Linked DNA regions of Macaca mulatta: region 1 is linked to region 2. A link is a contact called in public Hi-C data. All regions are on one chromosome and are shown on one strand. Each heading gives the region's core, a stretch centred on a gene start, on an enhancer-like site or on the middle of the called end of the contact. The rest is flanking DNA. Distances are from core to core; before and after follow the strand shown. Region 1 holds the start of CHEK1 (checkpoint kinase 1). Region 2 holds the start of STT3A (STT3 oligosaccharyltransferase complex catalytic subunit A).

Region 1 (3,120 bases), core at 360-2,859, 35 kb before region 2:
TGGAAAGTGAGTGTAAGATCACCTGTGAAGCCACTGCGCCCCGCCTCTCCCCAGGATTCCCCACGAAAAATAACAGCTCTTGCCTTCCCCTTATATCTCATCTACATTTATCCAAGTCTTTCAACCACGAAGAACTATTCTAAACTTGGCCATTTTGTCGTGTAAATCACAATCGCCATTCCCACGCACACCGAAGGTTGAAATTCTGCCCTCCTCAGGCCTCAGAGGAAATTAATCGTTGTGGTGAAGAGGTGAGAGACAAATGCTTTCCGGTGAACGACTGGGGAAGGAGGAGGGACAGGTGGGGGTCTGGGGAAGAAAGAAAGGGGATAGAGGGAGCGGAACCGGGCAGAAGACGCCTGCGGCAGCGCCTCCTCCCAATTGCTCAGTTCCAATTCCCATCCCCATCCACACCCCCACCCGTCCCAGAGGCCGGGGCGGGGCCAAACTGCCCCGAGAGGCGGAAGGAAGGGCTGGGACCCTTCCTTGGGGTTCTTAGCTAGCAGTGTGTTAGTCCCTCCTGCCCCCTCTCTACAACGGGAATCTCCTGGTACCATTCCTCCACCCTCCGAAACCGCCCCTCCGCAGGAGTCTCTCCAATCCCCTGCGCTAGTCAATGCTAACTTTCTCCCACCGTGCCCTCCCTCGCTAATCTAGACCCCGAACTCCTTCTTTAGAAGCCTTTCCTACTCTACCGGCCGCCCCTGCTCACCGGACTGTCCTTTGCCCACCACTGCAGGAATCCAAATGCAGCGCTTTTCCCGCCAAAACTTGCTGGCGTCACGCTGCCGCAAACTCGCGCACCCGTGCCGTAAAGCAAGACAGCGCGCGTTCCCGGGTCTTGCCTCTCTGAATGTCGGCAGCTCCAAAAGACTGACGCCGAGTGGTTGCCGCTCCCGCCCAGAGTTGCTTTACAGTCGGGGAGAGATTCTGGCTGAATAGGTTTAAGGACGGCGGACCGCATCGGTGCGAATTGAGCTCTGGGCCCAAATATGAAGTGGCATCCGGCGTGAGGCTCGGCTGGGCGGTGCTCGAGCGCCTCTGGGTGAAGCCCAGGCCTCCATGCCGCGGGGTCGCGCGACTGTCCGCGCTGCGCTTCCAGGCGGGTCTGCGGGCTTAGCTCCTGGCCACTCTGGGCCTGAAAAGCTGCACTACCACCTGCGGGAGGCCACCGGACAGGACTGTGAGGATCACAGTCAGTGCTGCAGAGTGCTTTGTGAACTTCAGAGTGCTGTACCCGTGGTGCTGGAGCCGAGAAACTAGCAGCAGCAGCTGAGAGCTGACTGTGAAGAAATGAGAGGAACTCGGTGTTGGGAGCGAGAGGCATCGAAAGGACTGGCCACGCAGTCAAGTGTGTGTGGCGGGGGAAACTTCCCGGAGAAAGAAAGCAGTTTATTTTGGAGCTTGAAGTCGGGATAACCAGTTTTGCCTTTTTTCTGTGAACCAGCTCCAAAGCAATGCTTTAGTTCAGCCCAATCTTTTTGCAGGAAGACCATCTGCTTACCTTAGTTCTACAAAAGTTTTCATTTTTAATGTGCAAAAAACAGGCGGGGAGAGCCAAAATAAATTTTACAATGCAAATTTAAAAGCTGCGAACGTCATTTAGAAAAGTAAATCTGAGGAAAGAGACTCGAGAACAAAATAGGAAAAATTGAAATAAGTATTCTCTGACAGTAAACTAGACTGGAACTCAAGGATAGGCAGGATCATCTCCATGACATTCTCCAGCACTGGCCGGGCGCAGTGGCTCCTGCCTATAATTCCAGCACTTTGGGAAGGCGAGGCAGGAGAATGGCTTGAGGCCAGGAGTTCAGGACCAGCCTGGGGAACATAGGGAGACTCCATCTCTACAAATAAATTTTAGGAATTAGTTGGGCTTGGTGGTGTGTCCCTGTAGCCCTAGCTACTTGGGAGGCCTAGGCAGAGCAATCGTTTGAGTCCAGGAGTTAGAGGTTAGTGAGCTATGATAGCACTACTGCACTCCAACCTGGGCAACAGCAAAATTCCGTATATATATATATTTTTATGTTTATTTTATATATGTTTTTTTTCTTAGTCCTTAAGACTGGGCCGCATATAAACACTAAGCATAACTAGCTATTATGATAATAGTAACAAAGTAAAACAAGTATAAAATGTTACTCAAGGCTGGGCCCCGTGGCTCATGCCTATAATCCCAACACTTTGGGAAGCTGAGGCGGGTGGATCACCTGAGGTCAGCAGTTCAAAACCAGTCTGACCAACATGATGAAACCCCCATCTCTACTAAAAATACAAAAATTAGCCGGGCGTGATGGCGAATGCCTATAATCCCAGCTACCCAGGAGGCTGAGGCTGCAGTGAGCCGAGACTGCGCCACTGCACCCCAGCCTGGGCGACAGAGCAAGACTCCCTCTAAACAAACAACCAACAACAAAAACACACATTTCTTTTAAAGAAGCAAAATCAGGAAAAAAATCAAGGAAAAAGCTCTCAAAATGCTTATGTGTATAGTTTTGAATCATGACATCACAGATTAGGCTTTATGTAATCTTTTTACAGTTTGTTGTTTTTGGAGACAGGGTGTGTTGCTCTTTCACCCAGTCTGGAGTGCAACTGGGCAGTCTTAGCTCACTGCAGCCTGGAACTCCTGGGCTCAAGTGATCCTCCTACCTCAGCATCCCAAGTCGCTGGGATTACAAAAGTGAGCCACAGGGCCTGGTATAAAAATAAAAGCAAGTTTTTAGATCATTTATCCCATTTTCTCTTGTTTCCTCACTGTGTGCTGAAAACAAAGAGTATGAAGAAGAGGAAGACCTGCAAATTTCCTGTGTGTCTGATGGGAGTCTTTTTAGCCTGAAAAAAATAAGATATACAGACTCCAGCAGAATACCAGTGAAAGACAGAATACATGGAAATAGCCTCTATTCTCTTCTGAAAGCTTACTAAAATATTTTAATAGTAAAGGATACCAATATTTAAAAGAACCCATAAGAACAGAGTATGAGTCACATTTTGGAAAGTAGAAAGCCTTTAGATGAAAGGTAATGAAGATCAATCCCAAAGCTAGCAATGGAAAGCAGAATTAACATCACAGATCTCTCAAAAAGCTCAAGTTGAACTGGTGACACCAGGTAACTG
Region 2 (3,216 bases), core at 121-2,620:
TGTTTTTGATTGACACGTAATTGTACCTATTTATGGAGTACAGTGTGACATTTCTGTACATGTATATAATGTGTAATATCAAGTCAGGATAATTAGTAGATTCATCACCTCAAACATTTATTTTTTTTTTGTCTTAGGAATATTCAAAATCCACTCTTCCAGCTATCTGAAAATATACAATAAATTGTGTATTTTTGTTAATTATACTCCTAATCATAGTTATCCTATAGAACACTAGAATTTATTCCTCCTATCTAGTTGTACTTATGTATCTGTTAACAAACCTTTGTCTATCCTCCCCCATGAATCTTTTTTCCCACTATTATTAGAATAAAGGAGAAAAAAAAACCCCACATACTGGACTAGGTGGAAGGCTTATAGAATGCTGGCACCAACACTGAGAAGTCAAGCATGTTTTCCATAATTAACTGTCCCAGAAGAGCAGTTTTAGAAATGTGTTTAAGTATAGTCCCAAAGGGAAATCTTATTTTGAAACTAAAAATAAAGGCCTAACTACTCCAGGAGGTCAGCAAACCAGCCATATCTCTCAGGGTTTGCAGCTGTTTTCTGGAATGCCTGAAATAGGAACAAACTTAACACCACTGCGTTGATATGAGCCGCACACCAAAATGAGACTGCTAGGACCTCTACTTGAAAACTGAGTAAAGGAGCTAGTCATTTAGGGCAGGGCCGTAAGGGAGATTTCATCTCGTGCTCTTTGGTCACTTTCGCACACGGCCAAGCAAATAAGAGCAAAGACACCTTTCTTAAAACACTTACCAATCTGCTCTCCTCAACTGTGCTCTGCAAAGTGTGGCATCTCCTGCCACCCTAGCTGTAGTTTCCCAGACTGCAATTTCCCCAGCCCCGTTTCCCTACACACGTTTCCACACCCTCTCACAATCGTTTACTCTCTTCTCCCTCCTGGTCTCTCCAGCGGGTCCCACCTCCCTCTTCTTCCCGCCCTCAAAGAACTGACCACCTCTGACACCCCCCAGCGCGACCCTCATCACCCCAGCATCCTACGCGCCCTCCCCTCCATAACCAGTCCCAGGACCCAGTGTTTCCCACGCTCTGTCCCCAAGATCCACCTTACCTTCCCTCCCCAGACCTTCACATCCTTCCATCCAGGAAGCCCCCACACCACGCCCCACGCCCCCTCCTCTGCAAGGCCCTAAGCTCTGCTCTCCATCCCCACTTAGAGTTTTGCCCCGTGCACACTTCGTTCAGCCCCACCAACGCCATGGACTGCACCTGCCGCTGATTTTCAAGTTACGTTCTATGGCCTTCTCACCTGGCCGGCTTTCCTAGGCGATCCGCTGGGCTCCCTCTGCCATCCGTTCAGCGGCGCACCCAACCCTGGCAGCAGCCGGGTCCGCCTCCCCGACCGCGCCCCCGTTGGCTGGCTCCAGGCCAATTCGACGCTTCGGGAGAGCGATAGGATCTGGGAACTGTCTGTCAAACTCGGAGGCGTAAACCGAACCGCGATTCCAGTTTTTAATTGGTCATTACAGCTATCGCTTAGCAGTCTAGAGGCGTGTCTGCGTGCTCCCGCCGAGCTGTCATAGGCCGGCGCGTAGGAGTCAAGAGCGCGGCAAGAACGTGCCCCAAGCAGTTTGGTTGAGGGCCGAGGAGTGACGTGTCGGTCGGCGGACCCACGGGGAGTCGCGGTGGAAAGCAGTGGCCCGCTGACTCCCGTCATGTGACAAGAAGCGGAAACTACGCTGAAATAGGCCCTTGCTCCAAGTCCCAGTAACTCGGAATGCGGAGCCGCTGGTCTCCCTCTTTTTTAAGGTAGAAATTGTTACGTAATACAAGGTGAATGGAGAGGAGGGAAGCATTTCAAACGCTTCCTGGTCCAGACTGCGTCTTTTGCAGGATGTGCCTGATAGTTGGCTCAAGAGCTTTTACAGTGCTCTGGTAACTGCGATGGACCTGGGAACCTTGGCAGAGTTCACAGCCCCTAGCTTTGTGAAAGAGCGTGCCTAGGCGTAAAGGGGTTGTCGGGGCTAAGCTGGAGGCGTCTCCACTGCCGGCTGAGACAGCCACCGCCACGGAGGCACAGCCTTCTCCAGCAGCAGACGGGCTTCCTCGGGGGACCGAGAGGCAGCCCGGCCATGCTTAGTCCAGCCCTTTGTAAGATACCCGCCAGAGAGCCGCTCTCCCTATTCTAACTTGTCTGTCTTCTCCCGCACCCAACGCGCTCCCCGACCCCCAATAACGTTGCTGAGGGCAGAGAAGGGGACGAAGTTTCAGCGGCAATTCCATCATCTCAGGCTCGCACGTATACACCTTTATCCTCAGGCACTTCTACTCCCTGCGCGCCTTGGTGAGCCAAGACTACACCAGAGAGAGTGGGAACGTCCCGCAGCTCTTCCAACTTGTTGCCCCTGCCACTCACGCAGCTTCCTATTTACTCTCCCCTGAACGGAACCTACCGCTTATTGAAAGGTCATTATTTAAATCAGTGCTTTAGAATCACATGCATTTTTTAAAACATTCACATGATCAGGCTCGCCCCAGGACGTTATGATTCAATAGATCTGCTTTTTTTGTTTTGTTTTTAATAGTAAGTGTTCGATGTAATTTTACTTTAAAAAAAGGAAACTGAAGCTGAGCCTGAAGGAATTACAGAACTTGAAGTAAATGCTTCTTCAAAATAAAGAGTTTTGGTCGGGGGCGGTGGCTCACCCCTGTAATCCCAGCACTTTGGGAGACCGAGGTGGGCGGATCACGAGGTCAGAAGATGGAGACCATCCTGGCCAACATGGCGAAACCCCGTCTCTGCTAAAAATACAAAAATTAGCCGGGCGTGGTGGCGCGTGCCTGTAATCCCAGCTACTCGGGAGGCTGACGGAGAATCGCTTGAACCAGGGAGTCGGAGGTTGCAGTGAGCCGAGATCGCGCCACTGCGTTCCAGCCTGGCGACAGAGCTAGACTCCATCTCAAAAAAAAAAAAAAAAAAAAAGTTTTTTCTCTTAAAAAAAAAAAAAAAAGAGCAGGGCGTGGGGGGCGGGGAATTAAAATTAGAAAGATTGTGTTCAAGTTTTTTTTTTTTTTTTTTTTTGTAAGTAGTATCCTAAGAATATTAAGGCCGGTCGCGGTGGCTCACGCCTGTAATCCCAGCACTTTGGGAGGCCGACGCGGGTGGATCACCTGAGTCAGGAGTTCCAGAACAGCCTAACCAACATGGTGAAACCCCATCTCTACTAAAAA

Evidence for each region. Hi-C and Micro-C count contacts between places; a contact is called where the count stands out from the background.
Region 1: a Hi-C map of fetal cortex germinal zone shows a contact between it and region 2, with 1.9 times the contacts expected there. The contact joins the promoter of CHEK1 here to the promoter of STT3A in region 2. A contact is called at or near these places in 2 of 14 Hi-C or Micro-C datasets (cortical neurons and fetal cortex germinal zone).

Annotation. Positions count from the first base shown.
Region 1 is chr14:126,014,457-126,017,576 of T2T-MMU8v2.0, reverse strand. CHEK1 (checkpoint kinase 1) reads right to left here and starts at 1,609. Exons shown (of 13, transcript XM_001111431.5): 1 at 713-1,609. The coding sequence starts at 1,327.
Region 2 is chr14:125,978,957-125,982,172 of T2T-MMU8v2.0, reverse strand. STT3A (STT3 oligosaccharyltransferase complex catalytic subunit A) reads right to left here and starts at 1,370. Exons shown (of 18, transcript NM_001257421.1): 1 at 1,295-1,370.